Regions from separate parts of the Zea mays genome. Here all the other regions are linked to region 1. The links are chromatin contacts, called in public Hi-C maps. All regions are on one chromosome and are shown on one strand. Each heading gives the region's core, a stretch centred on a gene start, on an enhancer-like site or on the middle of the called end of the contact. The rest is flanking DNA. Distances are from core to core; before and after follow the strand shown. Region 1 holds the start of LOC100216718 (SPX domain-containing protein 4). Region 2 holds the start of LOC100284921 (50S ribosomal protein L18). Region 3 holds the start of LOC103644279.

What was found. A called contact is a pair of places that touch in the nucleus more often than the background predicts.
Region 2: a contact with region 1 is called in a Hi-C map of leaf, with 7 times the contacts expected there. The contact joins the promoter of LOC100284921 here to the promoter of LOC100216718 in region 1. A contact is called at or near these places in 7 of 25 Hi-C or Micro-C datasets (bundle sheath, ear, endosperm and 4 more).
Region 3: a contact with region 1 is called in a Hi-C map of leaf, with 5 times the contacts expected there. The contact joins the promoter of LOC103644279 here to the promoter of LOC100216718 in region 1. A contact is called at or near these places in 6 of 25 Hi-C or Micro-C datasets (bundle sheath, ear, endosperm and 3 more).

The regions. Positions count from the first base shown.
Region 1 is chr1:302,069,245-302,073,673 of Zm-B73-REFERENCE-NAM-5.0, reverse strand. LOC100216718 (SPX domain-containing protein 4) reads right to left here and starts at 2,566. Exons shown (of 3, transcript NM_001359487.1): 1 at 2,168-2,566; 2 at 1,112-1,271; 3 at 324-1,024. The coding sequence starts at 2,473. The coding sequence ends at 492.
Region 2 is chr1:302,244,137-302,249,003 of Zm-B73-REFERENCE-NAM-5.0, reverse strand. LOC100284921 (50S ribosomal protein L18) reads left to right here and starts at 1,367. Exons shown (of 2, transcript NM_001413220.1): 1 at 1,367-1,646; 2 at 3,272-3,720. The coding sequence starts at 1,461. The coding sequence ends at 3,421. It overlaps LOC100193647 (Haloacid dehalogenase-like hydrolase (HAD) superfamily protein), which reads left to right. Exons shown (of 8, transcript NM_001138743.2): 6 at 21-305; 7 at 391-456; 8 at 539-1,004. The coding sequence ends at 694.
Region 3 is chr1:301,888,860-301,893,184 of Zm-B73-REFERENCE-NAM-5.0, reverse strand. LOC103644279 reads right to left here and starts at 2,115. Exons shown (of 6, transcript XM_020547034.2): 1 at 949-2,115; 2 at 287-357.

The DNA of each region.
Region 1 (4,429 bases), core at 1,317-3,816:
TTCAAACTATAAACAAAATGAGTCATACATATATTTGTTGAAGCTACAAATATTCGGCTCTCAAATAGTCACGGATTTCCTGAAGGTTCTGCTGAACAAGGCCCTAATGTCGGTTATTCTGTGCACGAATAAACAACCAATTGTAACCGTCAAAACTTACATGGCGCTTATGAAGTACTGACATGGTGGTCCCTGTAGTGTCAACACAACAAAAACATAATAGATCCAACATGCTGATTACGATCATAGCTCTTATCAAGTGTCAAACTTCTGGCAACTGGCATGCTGTCAACACGATAGGAACATGATAAATCCAACATCCCATATACTCTTTACCCATTAATTAAGGAAAAAGAAGAAAAATGAAACTGCGCCACCAGGGAGTCATTGCATATGTGTCACTTCAAAAGAGGGTTAACCAGCAAGATTATTAGCATTTACACTTATCAATGGTTATTGTCTTATTGAACAGCGTGTGGGAAAAAAACTGTTTATTCATCAGTCGGCTCGCCTTGTGCATTCTGTTCCCCTTGGGCAGCATTCTGGTCCCTCGAATTTGATTGCACCTCCTTATCATCCTTCCCAGCATCCTGAATCTGGGAGTCCGTTGAGGAATCTGACAGTGAGCTCTCAGAAGTGATGGCACCCGAGCAGGGTTCGCCATCCTCGCCGTGGAAGAACCTAGACAGAGACAGGGGGTTGTAAGTAGAGCTGGCTCTCCGAAGGCCCTGTATCGCCTTCATAGCTGCGAGTGTGCTTCGGTAAACATCGACGGTTTCCACATCGCGGGACGATGTCGGGTCACACCTAGCCACATCGTGCGGTTCTAGATTCGAGGATGAACTAGGCTCAAGAACCTCTGCTTCGACCGGGAAAAGTAGTTCGAGGTTAGCCTCGCATTCTCGGACAAGCCTTGTTAAAGGTTCGGTTGTGAAAAATGGCTGGTGACGAACACGCTGAGTGAAAGGCAGGCTAAGCACGCCACCTGTTCTCTTGTCATACTTCTTCAGTATCTTCACTAGTCCTGCATGTACAGCATGTAATGCACATCAGAAGCCAGGCATCACTGCAAGAACACTTCAGATTGGCCAACTCGGTATGATGTGCTAACCAGCAAAATTTAGGGAGCTGTAGGTTTGCAGAAGAATCATTTCACCATGTATGATCACAAAATCCTTACGTATCTCTAACATTTCTTCGGTAAATTCACTCCTGGATGTAAAAGCGTCATTCTTCTTAGCTTTGACGCGCTCAATCCTCTCCTTGAGCACCTTAGGGAAACAAGGACAGAAAGTGTTAGAATGACATCTCCAATGCAAGGAAGCGCCAAAGAAACACAACTAACTGATAAATAAGGGACCTGGATAGCTGTACTGTATAATCACATTGTCTCATAAATAACGGGGGAGAAAAGGACACATCGTTGTGACATTTCCTCCCAACATTCGATGAAAACCATTCTCTTTATCAAAAAAAGAAAAAAAAACATTTCTACAATGGTTGCCGATGCTTTTATGATAGTCTTTCATCTACGGCATCAAAACGTTCTAATATCTAAAGCAACAGCAATTTGCCAATATTTTAGCAATTATTAAGGTATCCAGCACCAGAACTTAATCGCATAAATTTTTCAATATAGCTCGTGTTGTGGAAAAAAAAATAAGTAAAATTGTCCAGCGGCATGCTCGCGTCATTGCAAAAACAGAGTGGGTCATTCGAGTTGGTTCCGTGTTGAATTGAGCTAGCATGCCTAAGTTCATTGATCTTATGCAAACTCGAGATATTTAAGGCCATTACATGGATGTGATGTATACTATTACTGCACAAATAGATTTGGCCTAGCAAATGTGCTCCTTTGGTAAGCATCGAGCAACACAAAGGATTGCAGCTTTGCAGGTATCCAAGAAGACATGTACGACGAAGGTACCAAAATTACAGTAGACTAAGCCCTGCCCAGATTGCTACATAATCTGCACGTACTTAACAGCCAGAGGCAGCATATGTTAAAACTTACTCATGATGGTGATTTAGCCATTAGTACATAAACCTACTGGACATGCCGTAAAAAAATCAATGAATCAAGGGAGCAACAGGGGATCGGGAGCAACTCCGACATCAACTGGAGATGTGGTCAGATTCAGGAGCGGTGGCAAGATTTGGCGCGCACCTGGAGGCGGATGACGTACCACTCCTCCCTCTCGATGTAGAACTCGTTGAGCTTGTGCAGCTCCGCGTCGAGGATGCTGGCGAACCAGTTGGCCAGGTTGACGTTCCCGTGCGCGGCGGCAGGAGCCCCCGGCCCCTCGGCGTCGGCGGCGGCGGGGGCAGGAGGAGGGAGAGGAGGGGCCGCTGCGGGCTCGCGTGGCACCAGGTTCTTGATGAGCTTCTTGAGGGCCTTGTAGGCGAGGTACTTGTCCCTCCACGCCGGCAGCGTCTCCTCCAGGTGGTTCCGGAAATCCTTCCCGAACTTCATCACACGGAGGATGGGGCCGCGGCTCTCCCACACGACAGACGATCGGATTCGTCGCTCCTGCCTTCTTATAGAGGGTCCCCTCCTCGGTGGGAGCGGAGGAGAGGAGGGAGGACGACGACGGCGAGGGGAGAGGGAGACGAGGGCACTCGTCGTCTCCAGTGGAGGAGAGGCGGAGGGGATGATGATTGGGGGTGTTGGGTCGCTGTCGGGTGGGTCCCGGACGGGGGATATTCGCCTTGTGAGTCCGCGTCGTCTTCCCCTCGGCGCCTGCGTAGCCCTGCCGGCTGCCGCCCGGTTTTTGTTTTATTTTATTTTTATTGTGTCTCCCCTCGTATTTGTACGGCGTGATGGCATCTTCTCTGCTCCTGCTTCGGATCTCTCTCTGGCCCGCCAAGAAATCCCGTCCTGCACGCTGCATTGCATGGATGATGATAATAACATGGCGAATCTTCCATGAACTGGCACAAGCCAATGGAATCGAAAGAACAGAAAGGAATCCTCTCTCTCACTCTCAGAAAGGAAAGGACAGGAACAAAGAGAGATTGATGGGACGAGATGAGTAATTAATAAAAGCTGGTGAAGCAAGGCCCAGATGGACAGTTGTTCTGCTTGGGCCTGGCCCATGTGAAACCGGTCCGCTACGGGAAGATAAGCTCTGCCCGCCGGATCCGAACAGGGAGATGTGCTTCCTGAATCCTGATAAGACGAGACGCAGTGCAGGATGACTGGATGAGATCGAGGCAGCCCGCAGCCGGCATGGGCGCTATTGACGCATGCACTGGCTGACTCTGGCCTCTGCGCGCGTGTGCCTAGTCGACGGGTCAATCCTAAATTATACTACCAAAATTACTGAATTGACAAATCAGAGTAAATTGAATCAAACTTTTATGCTCTACTATCTGACAACACTAATTTTGGTGACCCCTCATAACAAAACCATACTGTAGGGGAAGGCTAAGGGGTTCCATTAGTTCTAAGACTAAAGTTTATAGTCTCTATTATATTTGGTTACATGGACTAAAGAGAAGTTTGAATACACTAAGATAATACTTAGTTAGCCAAAAATTGCTAATAAAATTAGCTAGCTAACTATTAACTAATTTACTAAAAATAGATAATAGCTAAACTATTAACTAAGGTGTTTTGATGTCTCCGACTAATTTTAGTCACTAAGGGGGTGTTTGGTTGCTCCTGCTAAAGTTTAGCCCGGGTCACATCAAACGTTTGACTTTTAAATAGGAGTATGAAATATATACCCAACCAACTGGACTAGATTCGTCTCGTCTTTTAATCTTCGGCTGACAAATTAGTTTTATAATCCGACTACATTTAATACCCGGAACGGAGGTTCAAACATTCGATGGGACATGGGCTAAATTTTAGCGGGGTGTAACCAAACACCCCCTAACTATTAGCTCTAGTACATTCAAACATCCCATAAATAGATTATAAACACATTAACTACAATATACAAAGACTAAAATACCCTTTACTTTGGCGCCAGTTTCTATCCGATGCAATTCACCAAGCGCCAACAAGAGTAAGGGAGTGTTTGGTTAGAGGGACTAAAGATTAGTCTCTAGTTTTTAGTCTCATTTTTTTGCCAAACACTAGGGTGGTGTTTGGTTAGAGGGACTAAATATTAGTCTCTAGTTTTTAGTCCCTTTTAGTCTCTTTTTTGCCAAACACTAGACTAAAATATGGACTAAAATGATTTAGTCTTTAGTCCTTCACATAGGTGCTAAAAGAGACTAAAAGCCCATAATTATCATGTTGCCCTTACCTTTTTTATAGATAACTAATATTATGAGTATATTCTAAGGGTATTTGAGTCTTTGGACAGTGTATATATTTAATGACTTTAGAATCTATTTAGTCCCTAAAACCAAACATATATGGACTAAAGTTTAGTCCTAGGACTAAAGTTTAGTCCTAGGACTAATTGAAACCAAACAT
Region 2 (4,867 bases), core at 118-2,617, 180 kb before region 1:
CTAAAATCTGGTTACTGCAGGTGTTCACAAATTCTGACAAAGCTCACGCGGAGGAAGCTCTGTGCAGACTTGGTTTACAGGGTTGCTTCGATGGCGTGATCTGCTTCGAGACACTGAATCCCTGCAATGGTCCGAGCGCGTTCCGAGACGGCAACGGCATGCTGTTCCCAGATGAAACGTTCCCCGACTCGGCTGATCTGAATGAATCCGATGGGTTCAGACCCATATCACCCATCCTCTGCAAGCCCTCCATTGAAGCCATGGAAGCTGTAACTCGGATTGCAAACGTTGATCCCAAGAAAACAGTAAGAACACAGCTTTTCTGAAGAAAAAATGGCAAGTAATTCTGCACTGAAGATTATACGTACGTCCTAATAATCTATGTTTCAGATATTTTTTGACGACAGCACTCGGAACATAGCTTCGGGAAAGGCAGCAGGCTTCCATACTGTGATTGTAAGACGCCCGCCCTGCACATTTGAGCCGTCATTCATGTTCGAAGGGAAAGACTGAACGCAAAACTTTCTGAACTCTGCAGGTTGGCAGGCCGACACTTGTTCCAGGGGCTGACCATGCTTTGGAGAGCATTCACAACATGAAGGAAGCTCTACCCGAGATATGGGACGGCCAGGATCGGTCTGAGTCTGATGCTCTTCTTTCTCCCACTGCTGTCGAGACTCCGGTGGCTGCTTGAATCTGGGGGCTATGTATCCTTCCTGCGCTACCATGAGACCTGCTACCAATAGTTTTGGGTTTGGATAGTGGATGCAGAAGGTGTACCCTAGTAGCTTCATTAATGAGAAATAGCATTGCACTCTTATGTTAGTTCCAAATATTAATGGAACTGTATCAGTTACATTACAGCAGCGTGAGCTCAAGTCGCTGAACAAGCAATATGCAGTCAGTATTCTGCAGATGTTCGCACCATTCTCTATGTACCATGATTGTACCTCAGAATAAACTGACAGTACTCCAATTCTACCAAGCTTCAAAGGCTTACGATTACATTGCCCTCTTTAAAAGGAACTCTAGTGCCGCCTATAATTCTTGTGTTCTTTGGACAGTGGGAGCTTTTATCAGTTGCTGTTTGGCTGCCAAGGCTGGCCTAATTTTGCGAGGCCTATGCCTAAATTTTGCTCATATTTTTTAGTTCATTTTTAGTAGTTGAATGTACTGAAGTACATATTACGACCATTTAAAATTCTACGCATTCTGTTTGGTTTCAGAGGTATTGTAATGAATTCAGTTATAGAAATGCATTCTTTTCTCTTCCTTTCCCTTTTTTTCCTTTTTCTAGATATTTTGTTCGGTTCTGCAATAACTAAAACGGAAGGGTCCTTGTTGTAATTTGGGTCAAGCCTTTAAACGCCGTACAGCGGATAGGATAAGGCCATCTCCCATAACGGAGAGAGACGAAGAGAGCGGAAGCGAAAGAGCAGCGGCGCAAAGGAAAGGGAGCCATGCTCGCGTCGCCGGCGCTCGCCGGCGCCCACTCCTTCGCGGCGTCCGTGTATGGAAGCCTCCTCGTCCCCTCGCCTCCCGTCCCCGCGCCGGCACGTCGCGCGGCGCTGTCCGTCGTCGCCAAGGTCAAGGTGGCCACGCCCCAGGACGACCGCATCGCCCGCCACGTCCGCCTCCGCAAGAAGGTAGGAATCTGCGCCAGAACCAACCAAGTTTTTAGAATCTTTCTCCTTCTCCTCCTTTCTTCGTACGAATGTGGGCGTCAATCAGTGTGCACGAATTCTGGCGAGGACATTTTTTCACTCTGCATTCGATTGTGCTAGTGGTGTGGGGGGCATTGGCAATGCCGTGCCACCTAGCTGTTCGACGAAGTGGTTCTCTTGGAGTGTAGCCTAAGAAGAACCTATCGGCTATAGAGTTTCCGATATGGATGCAACTACGACTACGAGTTTTACTGCTAGTTTATCCCAGTTGTCAGTCTTACATACCCCTTTCCAGGTAAGTGGCACCACTGAGAGGCCGAGGTTGAGTGTTTTCCGCTCAAACAAACATCTGTACGCTCAAGTCATCGACGACACAAAGCAATGTACTCTGGCTTCAGCTTCAACCATGCACAAATCTCTCTCCAAGGAATTTGAATACTCGGCTGGGCCAACGATCGTAAGTTATCAGCTCCTTTTACTTTGCTTGAGAAGCTCTGGTCTTGGTTGAAATGTCAATAGCACTTCAAAGACAGTCAGTAACAGAGAGTTTACTGGTTCCTTTGCTTATTGTATCATTCCGTTCCCCTATATAGAAGTGCAAGATTGCTCTAGTGAAAATGCATGTTCTTTCCACTTGTAGCATCATTGGAAACTAGGTGATAAATTATGTGGTAAGGGCTAAGGACTTCAATGTGCAATTAATTATCTATGACCCAATCAGATGTATATACTCTGTAACGACAATTTCAGATTACATGGTCTGAGGTACTCCTACTTTAAACACGGGGCTTGTTTCTTCTAGATTGTGTAATCACTACAAATATGCATGCATTCCTGATTTCTCCACAAGAATAGACACGACCTTATGCCTCTGATCATTGGCGAAACCCTGGTTGTAGTAAAAGTAAAACAGGGCACCGGAGTAGATAAGGTGAATAGACAATGCAGCCTTTGATATATTCATATTCATAACTGATAAGTCCAGTATTTCATCAGTCATTTGTGCACTTCAATATTTGCTTATATGTACATAAAACAGTACAGTTAAATCTAGGTTCAAAATCCCCTTTCTGAAAAACCAATGAGGTTTTAGGACATCATGTTTTTCCTAGTAAGATCACAATGGCTTGTACATGGTCTGGTTACCGGAACTTGAACAATCGCAGGGAACCATACACTGTTTTCTTCAGATGATTCTAGATATAAAAAGCACAAAGCAGTTTGAAGTTGTGCAAGTCCTAGGTTCAAAACTCCCCTTCTGAAAAATCAAATGAGGTTTTATGACAGCATGCTTTTCCTAGTAAGATCACAGTGGCTTGTAACATAGTCTGGTTACAGCAACTTGAGCAATCTCAGGGAACCATGCACTTCGTTTTCTTCAGATGGTTCTGCATCTTAAAACACACACACACACACACACACACAGAGAGAGCGGTTTGAAGTTGTGCAGACATTTTTATGACGACTCTGTTGATTTTTATCTCTAACGGTGCTGCATTGGTTATGAATCTTGTTTATACCTGATTCAAGATGACAAGCTGAGTGAGACATGCTCTTGCAGACAGGCTACGATTTGTTTCTGACAGGAGTTTGATATTGGCTTCCAGGAAATAGCACAAAAGATCGGTGAGGTGATTGCCAAGTCTTGTTTGGAGAAAGGGATCACCAAGGTTGTCTTCGACCGAGGTGGTTTCCTCTACCATGGCCGCATAAAGGCTCTCGCTGATTCTGCCAGAGAGCACGGGCTTGAATTCTGAGTCGTCCAGGCGTTTGTTCATATCTCCAGGATCACCTGTAATCTTCTCTTTTTTTTCTCTCTCCATATGCCAAACAGAGCTGTTTTGTAGTCACTCGCCTTGTTCTACAGGGTGCAAAGCCATGGCCCATGGCCACTCGTTGACCATGTCACGTTTTTTTCGTTTGGTAAGAGTCTTGTGTTCTGACGCTTCTCGAATTGATATTATAAGCTGATCGTGGTTGTTAGGGTGTGTTTGAATTTACTAGAGCTAATAATTAATTAGCTAAAAATATACCAGTAGAATTAGCTAGCTAACAAATAATTAGCTAACTAGTAGCTAATTTACTAAAAATAGCTAATAGCTAAACTATTAGCTAGGATGTTTGGATGTCTATAGCTAATTTTAGTCACTAACTATTATCTCTAGTGCATTCAAATACCCCTTAGACCAAGAGAATATTTTACTAGACTAAGGAGGTGTTTGAATGCGCTAGAGCTAATAGTGACTAAAATTAGTTAGACATCCAAACACCTTATCTAATAGTTTAACTATTACCTATTTTAAAGTAAATTAGTTAATAGTAAGCTATCTATTTGTTAGCTAGCTAATTTTACTAGTAATTTTTTAGCTAACTAACTATTAGCTCTAGTGCATTCAAACACCCTCTAAACTTTTTCATGGCTTTAATCCAATTGCGACTGCGGGTTCTACATTATTTTGTCTCTAAGCTCGTTCCTCCGATCATTAAACATTTCAGACCAATGTAAGTTCATTGCCCGTTACTTTTCTCTCTATCATTTCCAAGTTCCAGCTATATTGAAATCCCCCCCCCCCCCCCCCCCCCCCCACACCCCACCCACCCACACACAAAACTAAGATAGGGACGTGGGGCCAAAACAATCATCCAAAATATTATGTAATTCGTTAATAAACTTAGTTTTCCTTTCTTATAGGGTGAACCTTAAGCACAATTAGATTCCACCCAAAACAATCCCAGACATTTTTTTTTACCATAATAGAGATATAAAACCTGCCGATATTACAGTTGAAGATTTCAAATTTGTTAGACCTACTAAGGGGATGTTTGTTTGAGTATATAATAGTTTCCTGAAAACCCACAAAATCCAAATTTTGATCTCTAACAAAAATCGGTTATATATTGTAATACTATCTTCAGTAGACTCTCTATACCACTCCCTATCTTACTCACTATTTCAAACTCCACTCTGCAAAAGTGTAATCTATAGTACAAAATCATACTTTACACGGCTATATAGGTGGACTGATGGAGATGGCCTAACCTGCCTGATTTATTCATCTCCCTAACATTCTATAATGTTCCTATCATTAGTACTCCCTCCGTTTCTTTTTATTAGTCGCTGGATAGTGCAATTTTGCACTATCCAGCGACTAATAAAACGAAACAGAGGGAGTACATGATTTATTTGGTTCTTCTCTTACAGC
Region 3 (4,325 bases), core at 866-3,365, 180 kb after region 1:
TGCATGGTAATCATGTGGAAATAAACTGTGGAAAATGATTTAACTTGTTTACAGTATATCTCATAGCCATGACCAAATTACCCTTGAATCATAAAACTCAACTGACAAATGATCCACACACCACATATGTATGTCAACAGTCTCAAAGGAAAACAATGCCCTCTATAAATTTGAGCCAATAAGCCTACACAAACCCTTTTATGACACACCTATTTCGGTATAATTACGCCCCCCCCCCCCCTCCCAAATTGCTCAAGAAACAAAAAGAACCTATATGGAGATTTACCTTAAACTCAGGCTTGATGACCTCGGGCTTAGAAGTCTCCGCACCCATCTGTTGCACTATGTGTCTTTTGTCTGCATGCAAATGGACAAAGCCAATAAGAGCATAAATAAAACATGTATTCTCTCCTATTACATATATAAAAAATAAGTATACATATACTCGTGGCAAAATTTCAAAACTAACATTAATATCTTCAAATATGTGCATATTTATCCAAACAAACAATTAACATGGTGGGAAGAAGTCAGTGAAACTGTTAATGGTCCCCTTTCAGGGATGGTCTCAATTCCCTTGTTATTTTGGGTGCTATAGAATCATAGAAATATATGTGTATTTGATGGCATCTCTCCTAGTATTGCTGCAGTTATAACTCATGTTGGGGAGGAGCGCCGGATATGGGAGTTTTCTGGGGCCAAGGGGTTATCCTTCCTTGCAGCCCCCTTCTAGAGGTGATTTAGTTCATTGGTTGGTAGATCGATCTTTTTGTGTATGTTAGATTCTGGCCGCCGTGAGGTGGTTCTTTGTACTTCGGTCTTATTGGACCTTGTATTTTTCTTATTATTATTAATATAATGATATGCAGGAACTTATTAATATAATGATATTCAGCTCTCCTGCGTGTTCGAGAAAAAAACATGAAAACGATGAATTTTAGTAGGTACCTTGGGAGCAGCTATGTCGTGTCCACTACCCAATGCTAGCGCTACAGCAGAAATATTGCGAAGACGCCCTAGTGTGGAGGATGAGGAACTTGCTAACTGTCGATGGTGTAGTTTGATGCAAATCTGCAGGGAGCTTCTGATGTCACTTCTTACTTTGCCTTTAAATTCTGCTCTCGCTGCTTTCACAGTTTCACTACAGTGTGAAGGCACGTAGGTTCTTTGCTTTGCTTGGTGTGGGAGCCAAAGGATAAAGCTGGAATTGTGCCTTGCTCTTTAAACAAATGCACCACACGCACCGACGCACTGTCCCTTACAACAGCCATGCCATGGCCCAGCCCTGGACATTATAGCGCTTCTCTCGATGCCGTTGAATTTTTTTGAATTTCTCTTTGGTGCCATCAAATGAAATAACAGATTCCCTCAGCACCATTTCCGTCCATGTGCTGTTAGTGGGGTGTTATTTTGGCAGGAAATTGACCATTTTGCTCCTTCCAAGCAAACCAAGTGAATTCTGCCCCTTTTACTTCAATGCCATTGTAGGTGAACAGGAAGCATGAGTTTATTTGTGCATCGCATCTCTAAACTCATCGACAGCTTCTCTGCCACACATAGAGCACCTCAAGTACAGTACGAATTCAACAGTGCATTTTCACCTGTTGAGAAGGAACCCGTTCCAATTTTCTCATGAACTTGCTTTGCCAAGCCCAAATGCAGGCAACACGGCAACAAGCGAGCCATCTGATCTGACAATGCATCGCCGCTTCTCGGGAGCTCCCTGGACCAGGACACAGCATCGTGGCCGCGACCAAACCGCAAGAACGAAGAGATGACACTTACTTCCAGCCTTCCAGGTGATGACGCTCCTTACCGTCATTTGACCGAACACCTTCAGCGCTTCGTCGACCAGAATAACCCCACTAGCGATCCCCCGTGACCCGTGTCTTGAGGATATTCAGGTACAGCTGCGCGGTGCAGAAGGCGGTGGTGGAAGGCGATGAGAGGAGCGAAGGGAACGTGGTGGCCTGGTGGGGGCGACACCCCCCCGATCGCCAGCATGCTCGCCTTCCACGCTCCTCTGCTCCACGTCGACGGCACTCGTCGTCACTCGTGGTGACTAGTGACTTGGTGAGCCCAGAGTGTCATTGGACGAGAGGTAGTGAGTCCCGCTCGTCAGCGAAAGGTGAATGAAAACACTATTCTTGACAATATAGAATTTCTTTAATATTCTTAAAACTATTTCTAAAAATAACAGCAAAGTATTTTTCTCTATTACCATAAATCACCGATTTCTATGGTCACCTTACGTCACCACTTTTATTAAAAAAAACTTACCACCTCAAGCGTGTGACTCACGCCTTGCCTAGCAACCCGATTATCTCTTGAATGTGCAATCAACCATGCAATTATCACGAGTGACGATGTATAGTTGAACAGCTAAGGGAAAAAACAGTTTTGTGCCTATGAAGTCAGTGGGACAAGAACATCCAAGTAAAAGGAGGAGGCGGCATCATCGGTGATGTATGGCTCAACAACAGAGAGAGAGAGGAGGAGGCACTCTGGATAACGAGTTTAGTTTTGTATTGAGATGAGACACCCTAGATCATCGTTCTAATCGTTGTGCGCTAATATTATCGAATATTTATGTGTCGTCACAACACACGAGCATTATACTATTTTCCTAAGGGCCCATTTGTTTCTCTTCATTTTGAGGAATTGGAATCTAACTAATTTAGTAGGCTATTTTTTTAGAACGTGACATTCCATAACTTTCCAAAGTGTATATATAAGTCTATCTCAAATTCATGTAGTAAGAGATAGAAATTGATTCTATAGATTTACATGCTACTTTTCTAATGTACATAACACACTCTTCTATTTGCTTCTCTATAACATAAATATAGTGTATAACTATCCCTCTCACATGATTTAGGATAATATACAAATATATTACATAGACAAATATACTAACTTAATTAATTTTGTCTAAACTATAATTATTAGAATGGAATTCCAACGAAACAAACGGGGACTAAAAGTAATTCATTTGGTCACATTATTTTCTCTAACACAGCTAATATTGTGCAAACTCGCAGCCTCACGTGGCCTGCCACATTGGCAGGTACACACGCAGTGGCGGACGTAGAACAGAAATTTATGGGTAGCAAAAAACTATAGGACGAAATCAAGTAAGATCGTAAGAACTGGTGTTATATAGGCGTAGGTGTTCCTGTGGCTCGGCTACTTTCTCCTTAGTCGGGACGTCCTCCGTTCCTAAGGGCTTTCGCATTAGGACTAGAGCGAGGCAACGAAACGTGTTCATTTTTTGAAACTGCGAGAAAAAAGGCAACATATAGGAGGGGTTTCCCCTTCCGGCCTCGAGGGAGGCTCGTTTTGAAAGCAAGGCCGAGCCTCTCTCGAGAACAATTCTTTATTGAATATAGAGGACATAGTATAAATAGGCATGTGTGCCTAAGGGTAAAAACGACATAGGGCCTGTTTGTTTCGGCTTCTGGCAGCTTCTGGCCACCAAAAGCTGCTGCAGACTGCCAAACGCTCAGCTTTTCAGCCAGCTTCTATAAAATTCGTTGGGGCAAAAACCATTCAAAATCAACATAAACACATAATCGGTTGAGTCGTTGTAATAGTAGGAATCCGTCACTTTCTAGATCCTGAGCCCTATGAACAACTTTATTTTCCTCCACACGTAATCGTAATGATACTCAGATTTTTCCCACAGCCAGATTCTCCCCATAGCCACATTTTCAGAAAAGCTGGTCAGAAAAAAGCTGAACCAAACAGGTCCATAACTTGTTCTATATCCCATGCGTTGTCGTAGATTTCTCCTCCCTTGTTACAAAGCTTGTACGTTTTGGCTATAGGTGTACATTTGGGCCGGGCCTGATGGGCCGGCCCGAAGCACGGAAAAAAACACGGCCCAGGCACGGCACGACCCGAAATAATTTAGTGCCGGGACGGCACGGTCCGATATATCGGGTCGGGTTTGGGCCGAGGTCGCGGTCCATGGGCGGGCACGAGCACGACCCGTTTAAGGCAGGCACGAAATGGCCCATATAGAGGCACAAAAATGCCCATATATTTATTAAAACCATACTTTATTCCACATTTTCATGTACTTGATAAAGAACACAAAGCTATAGATAATGCTAGTTAGATGTTTTTTGTAGCTTTGAATTAGAGTATGTGATGTAATTTTACTTTTGTTATGAACATTAGATAATGATTTGAACTTATGAACTTTGTATAGAGCTGATTATACTCTTCTTCCTTCTAACAAAATGATTTATAAACGAGGTAGTCATTGCATATCTTTGGTAACTTAATACAAATATTAAGTTTGCTTTTGGTCAAATTTATTT